2 separate regions of the Mus musculus genome follow, and region 2 is linked to region 1. A link is a contact called in public Hi-C data. All regions are on one chromosome and are shown on one strand. Each heading gives the region's core, a stretch centred on a gene start, on an enhancer-like site or on the middle of the called end of the contact. The rest is flanking DNA. Distances are from core to core; before and after follow the strand shown. Region 1 overlaps Gm30320 (a long non-coding RNA gene). Region 2 has its middle 44 kb from the start of Gm30733.

The links. Hi-C and Micro-C count contacts between places; a contact is called where the count stands out from the background.
Region 2: a Hi-C map of trophoblast stem cells shows a contact between it and region 1, with 1.7 times the contacts expected there. The contact joins two enhancer-like sites. A contact is called at or near these places in 8 of 39 promoter capture datasets (the 3T3-L1 cell line, embryonic stem cells, frontonasal cranial neural crest and 5 more), 1 of 15 datasets of contacts at CTCF or cohesin (embryonic stem cells), 31 of 484 Hi-C or Micro-C datasets (bone marrow-derived dendritic cells, bone marrow-derived macrophages, embryonic stem cells and 5 more) and 5 of 115 datasets of contacts at active chromatin or transcription factors (acute myeloid leukemia, embryonic basal ganglia, embryonic stem cells and 1 more).

The regions. Positions count from the first base shown.
Region 1 is chr2:166,165,984-166,173,086 of GRCm38.p6, reverse strand. The region is part of intron 1 of Gm30320 (a long non-coding RNA gene); the gene reads right to left. Among named protein-coding and RNA genes, the nearest start is that of Gm30320, 7.1 kb to the right of the region's middle. Within about 2 kb of position 2,721, at least 45 of the 459 cell types and tissues checked have an H3K27ac peak or open chromatin away from gene starts, as enhancers often do. A contact at or near this core is called in trophoblast stem cells, where this site is marked.
Region 2 is chr2:166,327,071-166,334,173 of GRCm38.p6, reverse strand. No RefSeq gene overlaps it. Among named protein-coding and RNA genes, the nearest start is that of Gm30733, 44 kb to the right of the region's middle. Within about 2 kb of position 4,548, at least 24 of the 459 cell types and tissues checked have an H3K27ac peak or open chromatin away from gene starts, as enhancers often do. A contact at or near this core is called in trophoblast stem cells, where this site is marked.

The DNA of each region.
Region 1 (7,103 bases), core at 1,472-3,971:
CTTTCCTTTTTTAAGCTTGACTTTGGAGGTTGCATGAGACTCTGTATGAATTTTGTTTTTGCGTTTCTGCAAAGCACATCATGGATTTTGGCAGGGCATGTTCTAAGCCTAAGTCAGAGATTGTGACCTTTGTCATCTCCAAAACTCCAGTCCCTCCCGCTTTGCTGGTCCGTCCATATACTGCACTTCTCACGTCAGGCGATCAGAGTGCGGGTCGCTCATTTAACTATTCATTTCCTGTCTCTACTTGAACGTGGATTCCACGAGCACCGCCTCTGTTAGTCCTGCATACTCTGAGCCTGGACTCTCCCTGGTACATGTTGATTGAATAAACTGACCAAGAGTGAGATCGGGGCCCTGGCCGATGGAGGCTTCCAGACCCCCTGGCAGAGCTTCCTGCTCTCTAGATTTGCTTTTTGCCTGCCCACAAAAGGTCTCATCCAACCGAGCTGATCCCTCGCCATGTTCTGCAATAGTCTGGCAAGAGTATCAGACTGTGTTACTGTGACGGGGACGTAGACTGGGGGGAGTCCCTTAAATCCTGTGCAAGTTCAGAAGAGTGCTGTCCCTGTCCCATCTACCACCTGCCCCCAGGAATGAAACAGCCAAAGAGGAAGGAAGACAAACAGCCAGAAAGGGAGAGAGAGGGGAAGGAGGCATGTCACAGGAGTGAGGCCAACAGAGCAAGGAATGACGCTGCTTCTGGGGCTGAGGATCAAAGAGGAGACAGAGGAGAAAACATTCGGCAACCATGATGCCGAGTCTGAGTCTGAGATTTGAACCTGGCATCTTTCTAAGTCTATGTCTGGCCACCCGGCAATGGTGCCATACAGGCGTGTCACAGCAGAAGCGAGAGTCGCCTCCCTTTCTCCCACAGCGCTCTCCCCTCCCTTTAGGGATAATTGGCATTTGACAGCTTGTCTCTTGAGATCGATTAGAAGCAAAGCTACCAAGCACAAAGCCACATCTCCAGGGCCTGCAGATTCTCTCTTCCTTAGCCTCCAGGGTGATTGCACACTGCCTGTTAGTGGGCACAATTCATCAGGGCCCCTGATACTTGCTGTGATCTGGGACTGCTGTCCCGAGGCTTCAGACGCACAGACTCACTGAGGACAGATGCCCTGGTGGGAACTCCAGCTCCCAGGCGAGCTGGATTGGACTGAATAGGACCAGTTTACTGGAGCAACAACTGCAGATCGGCAGAGCTGATATCCAGGGTGCGAGAGGGCCCTGACCACCAGTATTAGACTGCTGTTCACTGACTGGACTCTGCTGCTCTCTGACTACTGGGCTCTGCTGCTCACTGACTGGCCTCTGCTCTTGGAGGTTGGAAGAGGAACACAGTAACATCCCAGACAACAAGACAGGACACCTCTGTCCCGGAAAAGCACTGCTTCCTCAGCCAATGGACGCAGGGACATTGCACCAGACTGGTCCAAAGAGTTTGGAATTTCATCTGAAGCACCCACCACAGCGGGCAGACCTCTGGCTGCTCTTCCAGAAGACCCAGATGCAAAATCCAAAAGTCATATGGCCGCTCACAACCAGGTCTAAGTGGTCTGACACCCTCTGCCAGCCTCCATGGGCACCAGGTGTTCACGCGATGCCAGGGTCTACATCCAGGCAACATCCCTGTGTGGAAACAACAGCATGCAGTGGGAAAGCAATGGCAGCTGATGTGATGCAAAGACATGCACCTCAGCAGGAACCAGGCTAATGGAGTACACCTTCAATCCCGGCACAAGGAGACAGAGGCAGGTGGAGCTCTGGTGAGTTCTAGTCCAAGGCAGTCTACATAGCTAGGCCAGGCCAGCCATGACTGCATAGTAATTCCCTGTCCAGGAAAAAAAAATCAGTCTGCCAATGAATACAACATGGGTATTTCACTTTTTGACCCAAGACACCTCTAAAATATCACTTCTGCATTTAGTAAATAAAAAAAGTTAGGGTGTCTTGCTTTAAAAATAAATAAATAAATAAATAAATAAATAAATAAATAAAGCCAGGCAGTGGTGGCGCCCACCTTTAATCCTAGCACTTGGGAGGCAGAGGCAGATGGATTTCTGAGTATGAGGCCAGCCTGGTCTACAGAGTGAGTTCCAGGACAGCCAGGGCTATACAGAGAAACCCTGTCTCAAAAAAAAAAAAAAAAACACCAATAATAATAATAATAACGTCTCCAGTACTTTATGAGATGCTTGTAGCCATAGTTTGCCTCTACACCCATCAGATGTAGTCTGGCCTTTTCCTGATTTGGTTGCTGGTGCTGATGGTGGAACCCAGGGTCTAGCACATGCTAGGCAAATGCTCTAACGCTGCTCTGGGCTCCAGTTCACGAGCTAGGCATTGAGACCGCAGAAACTGCCAGTTGGAAAGGCAGACCTGCACAAAACCAGTCGGACTCAGTTCAAAAGTTCTCCAGTGGCTGAACCGAATCTCCCCATCCCCCCTTTGATCATTTAATGAAAATTAAACAAATCGGAAAGCGGGCCTCAACCCAGTAGCTGCATTTGATGTACCATCCCTGCCTGTGCCCTGTGGTGACAGTATTGGGCTGTGTTGTTCCAGATGTTTCTGCTCTGTCAAATCTTTCTCAACGATCTGGCTTGTCGTGAGCACCGCCTCTCCTCTGTCATCAGGCTGTAGTCACCCCCAGGCTTGCTCCTTTGTGAGGTGTTTGCCGTTCTGAGCACAACTGGAACAGACAGGTTTGGCAGAAAACTGACTCAATGAGCCAGCCACACCCTGCTGAGCTCAGAGGCGTGCTCGCTGCTGCAAGCCATGGCTCTGGGTGACTGCGTTCCCAGGGTGGCTAGTCTGATGCTCAGGGCCCTTGCTCAGAGGAGCAGGTTTCCCTGGACACTCACTATTCACCAAAACTCTCAGGGCAAAGAATGGCAGGCACAGTTCCTCTCAGTGCCAACTGTTTATCTAAGGATATACTGGTACCCCATAGCCCTGCCCAGGAGACTGCCTACTGTTACACCGTGTGCCTTCTGGCACAACAGAAGCCTAACCAGGCTCTGGTTCCCACATCCTGTGCAGAGCCCCGTAGTGGTTTAGAGGACACCATCAAGGTTCCCAGCCCCAAGGATTCTTGATGACTATGCCAGGGACATCTAGCAATCCCCTGACTCTTGTGAGTGGTCCAGGCATGGAAAGGATACATGGCTAAGGAGGCTAATGGCCCTGAAGAGAAAACTTGATGACTTCCGTTGCTGTTGGCAGTCATCTTGTAACAGAGGGGAAAGGTGACTTCAGAAGCCACAACACCTGATGGATGGCAGACACAGAATCCATCCCAGAAGCCCTCTCTAACACATGCCCTGGAACCTCCTTGCTCCCCGTCTCCCCAGTGTTAATATCTGTGTGAGCCATCCCAACAGCCACAGAGTCTCATCCATCCTTTTCCTGCTTGTCAAATACCACCAGGTTGGGGGCCTGGAGGATTGGAAGGTGGAGGAGACAGAGATGGCTCAGCAGTGGCCTGTTGTGGAACTCAAGATTACCTTGCTCATTAGTTGCACGGGGATCCTGAAGCCTCAGGTCCAGGGGCCAAACTGAGAAATGCAAACAACCAGTAGCCACCCACCCTGAGCTAGCCTTGGACCACCTGCACAAATTCAAGTTTCTTCCAGCAAGCTCTCAGAAACTTGTTACCTACAAAACTCGGGGCCTGGGAGCAGGAGTTGGGAAACGTCACCCTTTCTGGCCCCAGAGTCCGAAGCTTTTCCGTGGAACTCCTCACCCACTCATAAGAGTGAATAAATGTCTCATCAAAGCTGCTGCCAGCCCTGGCCACATGATCAAAGCCCCTTCCTAAAGCTCCACAGGCAGGCAGGCAGCCTCTGGGCACTAGAAGGCCCCTCCCTTCCTGATTTCCTGCTCTGAAGTGACACTGTGGGATCAGCGTGGTCTGTGGGTCACCCCAGAACAATGCTTGCTTAGAGGTCTTTGCTGCTGGTTGAGGCAGGGAGCCTGTGGCCACTGATCTTCACAGTGCCTGCTAATGGCTCGCCACGGGTGGGCTCTGTTGAAGGCTCGAGAAGGCTCTCAGTTCACTAACTGCCTAAAGAGTGGGCTCCAACCGGGAAGGCCAGAGCCAGGCTTCTGCAGCCATAGGAACCTGCAGGAAAGCAGCTGCCAGCAAATCACTCATTCTGTCTTCCTTTGCCACGGGGGACCTTTAGAAAGTTACTGACATGGAATCCGATGGATGAAGGGAAGGCAAGGCAGCTCCTGCCAGCATAGCTGGCCCTTCTGTGGTATGCTACATACAGGCCTATTTGATCCGCTGGACGATTCTGGAGGTAACAAAGGAAGAGGCGAGTTTGGCAGCCACTTTATAGATACAGAAATAAAGAACCAAGGTCACACAGCTGAAAGGTGGACCCTGGGGTGGGTCCTCCAACCAGGTATGCGCACATGAACTTCACTGGGCAGGCAAAACTGCTTCCCACCTCAGTGAGAACGTTCTGCAGCTACATTGCATAGGCTATGACAGTACCTGACTGCCACTGCGTCCTTCTGTGAGGTTGAACCTGAACACTGACGACTCACTCAGCTGCCTCAGCCACATAGTGTTCACTTCGATTGAAGCCCAGCCCAGCACCGGGGCCTCCAGGAGGCAAAGGTTGCAGAGGGAAGTTTGCGCCATTTTCTATGTCGCATGTACCGCCTTTGAAAGGCTGAAGTATCTTCTAGAACCTCCAGCAAAGTCACTTGCTCTTTCTGCTCCAAGGTTCCCTAAACATGAACAGGCCTAGGAATGGGGCTGCAGGGAGTGCTCGGACCAGGCCTTTTGCAGTGGTGCGGTGTTTGAAAGCAGCTGGTTTTTTTTTTTCCCTTCATAGCCACCCAATACCCTCACGACACTTTACTCTTGTCTCCAGGATGGTCCCTACCTGCCCAGACCAATTTCAAAATGGCAAATTACCAGACTGGTGGATTCTAGAGGTAACAGAGGAGGATCCACCTCAGGATAGGATGCCTTTCAGCTGTGTGGCCTTGGCTCTCCATTTCTCCAGCTATAAAATGGGTACCAAAGTCGCCTCTTTGGAATTACCATGTGGATTCCCAGACTCCTCTGTGGATGGCTGTGGTCCCCTGCTCTGGGTCCTTCCATAGAGGATGGGATGTGGAGCCTTGAGAGGTAATGGCTATGCCTGAGTGTGGGCTTGGGTTCCTCCAGGGCAGTAGAGTGTCATGGTGGCCTTGGTAGATGGTCAGGGGTCCACACATGGCTAAGCCTGACCCTGATGGCTCAGTGTCTCTGAACAAAGCCCCGTCCTGCTTTAACCAGCTGTGGCCAGCTTACTATTTGCTCAACATCTGCAGTGAGTTATCAGGACCACTCTCATCCCCTTGCTGCCTTCTCTAAGGGGATAAGGACTGGGTGGGCTGAGTCTGGCTTGTCCCAGGAGCCTCTGATGCTGTCTTGGTTGGCTGCCCAGCCCTTGTGGGCACCAGTGCCAGACAAAGCCACTGCCAAGCAAAAGTAAGCCCAAATGATGAGTCATCACTGGTACTTACGGGACAGGGTGGGCCTGAAGACAAGGTACCTCAGAGGCCAGAGCCAAGGGCTAAGACAAGGTCCTGCTCCAAGGAGGACACAGAGAAAAGTAGGGGATCCTGGTAGGTCAGCCCTAGGTGCTGAGTGGATCTCAGGAGCTGTAGTCTCCGTCCACAGAATCCAGAGTTTAGGGGTTTCCCAGGGCCAGAGGAACAGGCCACTGGGTTCTGATCAACCTCGCTGAATATCCCCAGCTTGAGTTCTGCTCTAGCCAGGGACCCCTGTGTGTTGGTTCTAGACACGTGCACAGACTTCTCACTGAGGCTCCTCTGATGCCCCAACACTAACCGCAGTCAACCTCCAGGGCAGAAAAGCTACATGTACCGGGAGTGCTCCCTCAAGTTCCCTTGCAGAAGAAGGAGTGAATTATGTCCCGTGCCTCCCCTCCCCCGACTCCCTTCAAATCATCCACAGCCAGGAGTGGACCTGGGCTACACAGAGAAACCCTGTCTTGAAAAAATAAAATAAAAATAAATTTTACCATGCCTAGAGCCAACACTAACCCGTAAACCAAGTCTATGCTTCTGAGTTCTGGCTAAAGATTCTCCCTCGGGTCTTAAGCAGGAGGAGGTGTTTACAAACCTGACAGTGGAAGGGGCTCTTCTCACATTCTAGACCATTTACTGGATGGGACTAGTCGAGGCCCTAGTGGAACTGTCTAGTTCCTAAATGGAAGAGGTGTAGCCCCACTGTGTGCTTGTCTCTTTCCTAGGATCCCAATACTGATAACCACAAGCTGCCGGCTTGTCTCCCTGGCTTCTCTATGCACCAGAGTTTTAGGAGAAGCTTCAGTCAGCAGCAGCTCCCTCTGGGGTTTCAGGAAGGAGCCTTCCTGCCTCTTCCAACTCCCGAGGTCTGCAGGAGTCCTGGGCTCCCTGGCTTGTGGCTGCATGCCTCTGCTATCTGTCCTTGGCTTCACAGGGCTTTTGCCTGGGTCTCTCTAGCTCCCCACGTCTTCCCCCACTGGCAATGGGAGCAGGTCTCACGCTAGCGAACGCTGAGCTCACCTTAATTGTTTACATCAAAGATGATTTCCAAGTGAGATCGCATTGCCGGGTTCTGGGCCAGCATGAACTTGGAGTTGTGAGGTTCTGCCAGCACCGTGGGATGGGGGATGGAGCTGAGCCCATCCACCGTGGGATGGGGGATGGAGCTGAGCCCATCTTACCTCGCTGTGTTCTGTCAGGCCCCAGGGGAGTTACCATCTCCCTCCCAGTGCCACTATGAGAGTGCCACACTCCACAGGTGTGGGTGAAGGGGAGCCCCTATCCATTATCTAAGTTATCCACCTACAGTCATTCTGGATGGATACAGAGATTTGGAGAAACCCAGAGGTCCAGTCCTACAATCTGACCCAAGAGACTGTCTCACCCAGCTGGGAGTTTGCAAGGTGGGAAAGAAGCAGCCATTAAAGACCATGCCAAGAATAATTGGAAAACAATTGCCGGGCGTGGTGGCACACACCTTTAATCCCAGCACTCTGGAGGCAGAGGCAGGCAGATTTGTGAGTTCGAGGCCAGCCTGGTCTACA
Region 2 (7,103 bases), core at 3,299-5,798, 160 kb before region 1:
AGGAGCTCAGCGCTCAAGAGGGTTCAGGGCACAGAAGCACACGTGGGCACTATCACCATGCAAGACTATTTAAATCCTTCTTGAAGATTTCCCAGGGAGAGAACAGCTGGTCCCAGTCTCATGCTGACTGTGAGATCCTAGGCAAGGCCAATCACCACTGAAGCTCTCTGTTGGTCTGCAAACTGATAGATCGTAGCAGCTGCTCTTTGGTGTCCTGTCCAGATCTCTAATCTACAGAACAGGACTTCAGGGTGGATGGACCTCTGCTGAGGAAGAGGAGCTACCCACAGGCTAGCACTGATCCTACCAAGATAAGATCTGGATCAGATGGGACATGCAGGACTGAACAATTCTGGTACACTTGCCACAAGACACTAGAGGCCCCTATATCCCCCAAGCTGCCAGGCTGGGACCACCAGTAACCAAACCCTTGACCACATTTAGTTCTCCACAACGTGGAACTGGAACCATTGGGAATCAATTCAGTGAGATGTCTGAGCTAGAAAACCTGCAGCATCCAGGGCCAGAGGAATGGGAAGTGTCAGCCCGTGCCTACCCAGCCTGGGAAATGGATCCCTGTGCCTTCAGCAAGAGCTTTCTGCTCTTCATCCCAGGGCACACCCAAGTCACTACCATCTGTGAGTAATGCCTTGGATATAAAAGGACGGGTGCTCTATGGGGTAGAGTAGATGTCCACCCTGGCAAGACTGTCTCTCTCCAGTTGATGTCTCTGAGGTAGGGACGTGGAACATGGAGGAAGTCTGTTTCCAGGCCAAGCAGAACATTCATGGAGTCAGAAAACAACACAGGGACAGATATATTGAAGAAGTTTGTTGGGTTGGATCGAGAATTTCTGCAGCTAAAGTCAGAGTAAGGAGGACTCGCTTTCAATGAGGTCAGGGTGAGGAGGGAGCCTCACAGATCATGCAAAAGAGACCAGTGCGAACACTCATCTCCGTGAGTGATGGGTGTGGTGCTCAGGAATACAAAATCAAGACACGCTCCCTTGGCTGGAACCCTGCCTCTTTTCATTTTTCTTCCATGTCACCTCGGACAAGAGACACAGCCTTTCAGCGTCTAGAACTTTCATTTGACAAATGAACTTACACAGACAGAGGCCAGAACACATGGTACCACGCAGGGCCTGCTTCTCCGACGACTGGCTGATCCCTTGGCTACATTCCAGATTTCTTTTTACTGCTCTTTGAACAGCTGCCCAGAACACATCTGGATTCAAACTCCACAGGCACACAAGAAGAGCTCGGCCCATGAAGAATGCAGCTCAGCCTTCTCTGTCATCAGAGGAAGTCAGGGTGGCTGCAGTATGGGCAGCTTGGGGCGGTGTGTGTGTGTGTGTGTGTGTGTGTGTGTGTGTGTGTGGCAGCAGAAGACTTTAAAATCGCAGCATGAAGCCAAGATACAGCATGTAATGTGGTGGTCAAAAACAGAGGAGCCAAGAGGTGTTTTGGGATGGTGCCAGCCAAGTGTTGAGAGCTGGCATATGATGGACAGACAGACGGACACTCTGGCAGCCAGGGGGGGGAGGAATGGGAATGTGAGAGCACCTGCTGTCCTTTGAAACCCAAGAGAATCCACTAGAACTCTCACTACTCCAATCTACACCCATTAAGGGGGCTATACCAGCCAATTATAACACCCACACAAAGAAACGTGAAGCAATCCTAGATGTTTCTGGAGAGGGAAAGAATGTAGGAGGAACCTACTGACCAAACTCAGTGTTGATGTTGGGACAGAAAGAGATGGATGGACAAAGTGCCAGTCTGTAAATGAATGGACTCTGATTGTAATGGTTAATTTTCATGGGTGACTTGACTGCACTTAAAATAACCAAGGAGACGCACTTCTATCATGCCTCTATGTGTTTTACTGAGAAGGGAAGATCTACTCCAAATGTGAGCAAGTACCATCCCACTGTCAGGGTCAGGGTCAAGAGGATTCCTAGAGGGCCAGAGTGAGCAAGGAGCTCATGGTTGTGTTGATAAGACCAACCCAGGTATTGGCTCACGTCCCCTCAGTCAAATGGTGGGCGTGGCGAGTAAGAACTCAAAGCTGAGGTGGGTGATGGTGGCACATGCTTTTAATCCCAGAACTCAGGAGGCAGAGGCAGACAGATCTCTTGAATCTCTTGAGTTCCAGGTCAGCCAGTGTTACACAGGAAAACTCTGTCTCAAAAGAAAAAAAAAATCCAAAACTGGGGGCACAATGAGTCACAAAGTTCATGAAGAAATATCAATCTGACAGAAGCATTTGTCTCTCTCTGCTTCCTGACTGGGTGCAATGTGACCAGCTGCCTCGTGCTCCTGCGGCCACCTCTGGAACCACTTTCAGTGTCACATATTCCCCATGATGATGGACCAAACATCTTCAACTGTGAGCCTAGATAAACTCTTCCTTCCATAAGCTGCTTTTGTTGGGGATTTTGACACAGAAATGAGGACAGTAACTTAACACAATGGCCCAACCCCAAAGAGGATAAATCTAAATTCCGTAGCTAATGGAGCACTTGGGTATGATCACAGCAAGTCACTGAGACCCAGGTGAACAAAGCTAGAAAACAGAAGAAGGAAAGAAAAGAGTGCGCTGTACATTCCTAGTGAAGACAGGACTGGTTGACCAGATGTCTGTTTTCTTCATCACCAATCCTCACATGATATTACAGGATGATGTCATGAGGAAAATGGTCTAAAGTGAACTTAAAAATATAAGTCATAAAGTACTTTTTTTTTTGCAAAAGAGAATGAGTGATACATGTAGTCAGGTGTTCTCATACATAGGATTGTAATAACGAAAGTACAGAGCTGACTTGGAGCCAAGCAAGAAAACTTAACAAAAGTTCGTATCCACACAGAGGTAGGTTGATGATATCATAATAATTAGAGGATGTAGATTAGGGGGAGGGGGATGGGCTCCAGAACATCATGGAGACGCACCATGCTCTACACAATCCAGTCCATTTCTCATTATGTATATCAGAATAAACTCCAGATGTACTGGTAAATTAAATGTAGAAATCATCAAAGTCCCAGAAGAGAGTAAATGAATATTTACACAATATTGTGGGTGTTTGTAAACATAAATATGGAAAGCACAAAGGAAAAGTTTGCTGAACATGAAACCAAAATTAAAGAGCCTTCTCTCTCCTCTCTTAAATGCATTCGTTTCTCCGTGCCGCAGACTTACTTCACGTGCCGTCTCTGGCGTTCATTCATCCGTCCTCTGTGCTCATTCCGAGGCAGGTATTTGTTTAGGAAGGGAAACCACACTTATTCATGGCAAGGTCTTCTGTTTGGGGAGAGATTGACTACCATGGGCAGTGGCCTCACTGCAGTGGGAAATATCCTGTCTCCCCACGCTCCTAGGCACGAAGACTCTGCCTCCTCGGCGATAAAGGGTGGAATCAACTCAGCCTTAGTCAGGGACTTCTGTCACCAGAAGTCACACCCAGGTCAGAAGTGATGACTGCAAATCACCCTCCCCAGATCACAGATTCGCCACAGGGCATACGGCACAACAAAACCCATTCTCCACCCCCAGGACAGGAAATCGATGGTCCCCATGCCCCGGGCAGATGGCTGATTTATAGGTGTTGTCTTCCGCTGAGGAGCACAGCCCTCTCCCAGGGCCAGCAGCATGAGAGCATTTATATGCATCACTGTGCTTATGTAGAGAACAGATGGGAAGCCTTCTGCAGGGGACGCAGTGTACATCATTGCATTTCTCAAGGGGGTAGTGGGGACACTGGGGACAGTGGGGACAGTTCTGATGAGCCAGCTTCCTGGAACCAACCCCCCCCCCCCAGCAGTATTCAGGGTAGGAGAAGGGGGTGTGGGAAGAGCACCAGCCGCTCTGGCTGCTAGCATCTTGCAACTGTCACAAGACCCAAATCTTCTCCCTCCACCTTGCAGTCCCAAGAAAGCCCAGCGTCCTGACACATTCTTAGAGCCTTCTTGAACTCTAACACCTTCCTGCCCTGTGACTCTCCTTACGTGGACAAGGTCACATGAGGCAGAATTTACATACCTTCTCTCTGGAGTGACCTTGAAGAGAAAGAAGCCTCACATTGTTCTTTGGGACTTGAGGACTCTCTCCCTTCAGGACCCCTGTCCTGATGTCTCTCCTAATACTCCGGGACTTCATGGTGGCTATCTATGGCCCTAAGACCCGGGCAAGGTTATTCAACGCCTCTGTGTCTGGGTTTCCAGCTTTGTATAGTAGAGTTAATGATGACCCGCCTCTGGGAGCAGGCTATGTGAGTCAGGACACCAGCACTTCGGCAGGCCTAAGCTCCCTCTAGCATCCAGGCTTGTTTGAATTCAGTTATGCCACGCTCGCTCGCTCGCTGGCCTAGGGGATCTCCCAGCTGCTGCTCCCAACCTGGCAGGCCTCTCTGTGAAGCTCCACCGTCACCTGTGACCTCTCCCATGAAAAGCAGCTGGCCCCAGCAGGGCGCCCACTGCCTTCCTGTGGAGGCCTTGACATTCTCAGAAAATATCTTTGCTTTTCTAAACTGACTCATCTTGTCACAGGCCTGACCCTGAGAGATGGGGAAGGGCCTAGAGGAGTGTCCCAGTGCTTTACAAAGTCCCAGTCTTTGTGACCAAAGAAGGGAATGGTGGCCCAGAGAGGGCTCTGGGTGTCTGGTTCCTGCTTTGAGGTGTGTGGAGAGGGTTTGAACTGCCCATGCATGACAATGTCTGCTCTCTTCTGCTGCCTCCCCTATTCCCTGCTGGGTGTGAGGGGTGTCACAGTACAAGTGACACCCACTCCTGGCTGTTGATCTTCCCTGTCCCTCTCTAGCCACCTGGCCTGTATTGCCTTCCCAGTGACAGACTGGAGGGCCAACTCTATCCCAGCCAGATGGACACGTGTCAGTCAAGCATGCCGCACTCCTCCTTGCTGGGTCACAGCACTTGGTACCAGCCCTGTTTGCCAGGGATGTCCACTCTGCCAAGTGCCAGCATGTTGGCTATTGACAGCATGGCGCCATCTTCCAGTCTCCCCAGGGCCATGGCCAACTGCTGGTCAGGGTAAGTCAGTACTTGTTGCCTAGGAATAGTTTGTTTAGGCAATGACCAGTCTGCAGAGAGTCCTTTCCACCATCCTGCCTACATTCTAGAAACTCAAAGAATGTGTTTCCTACTATCCTTCTATCTCTGGCCTCAGCACCTGGGGATCCTTGGTCCAGGGTGTTCTGAGAGGAAGGAACATAGATAGGGCTTCCTGTTTCCACCTGCCCTCCACACAGTCCCCATTTGGGGTAACAACAGTTGACTTTTCCTCTGGAGAATCACACACACACACACACACACACACACACACACACACACACACACCAGGATAGATAGTCTACAAGTAGACATGTGATCTAGGCTCGGCCAACCAGAAGATGTCATTCCGTTGGTCACATAACCACAGCAGGCCAATGAGAGTTGGCACTGAGATCTTGGCCCGTGTTCCGAGAAAAGGGATTTCAGGAAGTGGGATGTCCTTCCTGCCTTGCGAAGCTGTAGAGATGCCTCAGGGCTTCTGGTCAGTAGCTCGGGCCTCACGGGAGAAAAGCCTGCTTACATAGAGTCAAAGGAAAAGCAGAGGGTGGAGTGAGGAAGGGGGTGCCCACCCGGGGCCCCCTTTGCATCAGAGTCTGTTTCTTGGGATGAAAAGATCTCTGTCTGCTTCTGCCACTTCTTCCTGGACATGCGGTATGGTCGTCAAGAAGCAAGGGCCAGGACCACTTCCACCCTTAGGCAGGTCACAGCCGGGTCCCATCACGCTACCATTTTCTATCAACCCCAAACCAACCTGCCCATGTCTCTTTGCCTTACCCTTCGCCAACCCCTCATGCTTATCCTAGCCATCTTCCTTTCCCTCAGACCTGGTGGGTTCTATGCAGTCTCTGTGTCTTCCTGTCTTTTCCTCTTCTGTGTCCCCTGAGGCTGAGACTCTACTGACCAGCCCTAAGAAGACTCCACAGCTGCCAGTGCCTGGGACCAAGACTGCAGCAGGGACCAGCAGCTCCCGGTCGCTGTTCTCTTCCCTCAGCTAGTACCATTTATTTCACCATTGCACCTGGGGGCAGACAAGATAGCTCTGTTGGTGGAGTGCTTGCCTGGCAAGCATGAGACCTGAGTTTGCTCCCTGGCACTCATACAGTGTGGTGGCGAGTGCTTGTAATCCCAGCACGGGGGAGGCAGAGACTGTCAGAACCTGAAATGTGTTCATATACACAAATATGAAGCACACATATAAAATCTACCTTCAAGTCATACGTGGTGCTGTGTGGCCATCTCTACCAGCCGCCCACAGAATCCTTCATGTAACAAAACTGGAACTCTAACCAAATATCTGCATTTGCTCTCCACCTTACCAAGCCCGGGACATCCACCCTCAACTTCCCGTCCCTATGAAAATACCCATGTAGGTACATCATGGGAGAGGAGTCGTACAGAGTTTGCCTTCATGAGACTGGCTGGTTTCGCTGTACCATAACCCTTCACCCATTTGACTTCTCTCCCTTTTGGGAACGGAATACTACTTTACCATGTGGGTAGGTCACATTTTCTTTGTTTGCTCACTGAGCAAGGGGCACTTGCATGATATTTAACGCTGAGGACACCGGCGCATGCGTGTGCACACGTTGCCTTCCATTGTGGAAATCAGTTCTTTGGAATGGGATGGAGTGGGTGAATCACATTGTGTGTTAGTTAGGTTCCCTAGAGGAAGGGATCTGTTTTGTTAGAGTGGCTTAAACAGCATCACCTGCGAAGACCAACAATGACTGGCTCACACGGAAAGACCTGGAAGGCATGAGGTTGGATGCTCTTGCAGGTCCAATCTGACCCTGATGGCCTGGAAGAGGCCCGGAGAGCTGCTGAGTTTCAGTCCATTGCTACAGCAATGGGATAGATGAACCAGCCAGCAAGAGGAAGAGCAAGCAGGAGAAAAACAGCTTCCTTCTTCTGAGTCCCCCATCCCGTGCCACCAGAAGGCGCCACCCACGTGTTTCAGATAATCCAATCAAGAAAAGCCCGGAGCTTGCCTCTTAGTTGGTTCCAGATCCAGACAAGTTGTTTCCTCCTTGGTGC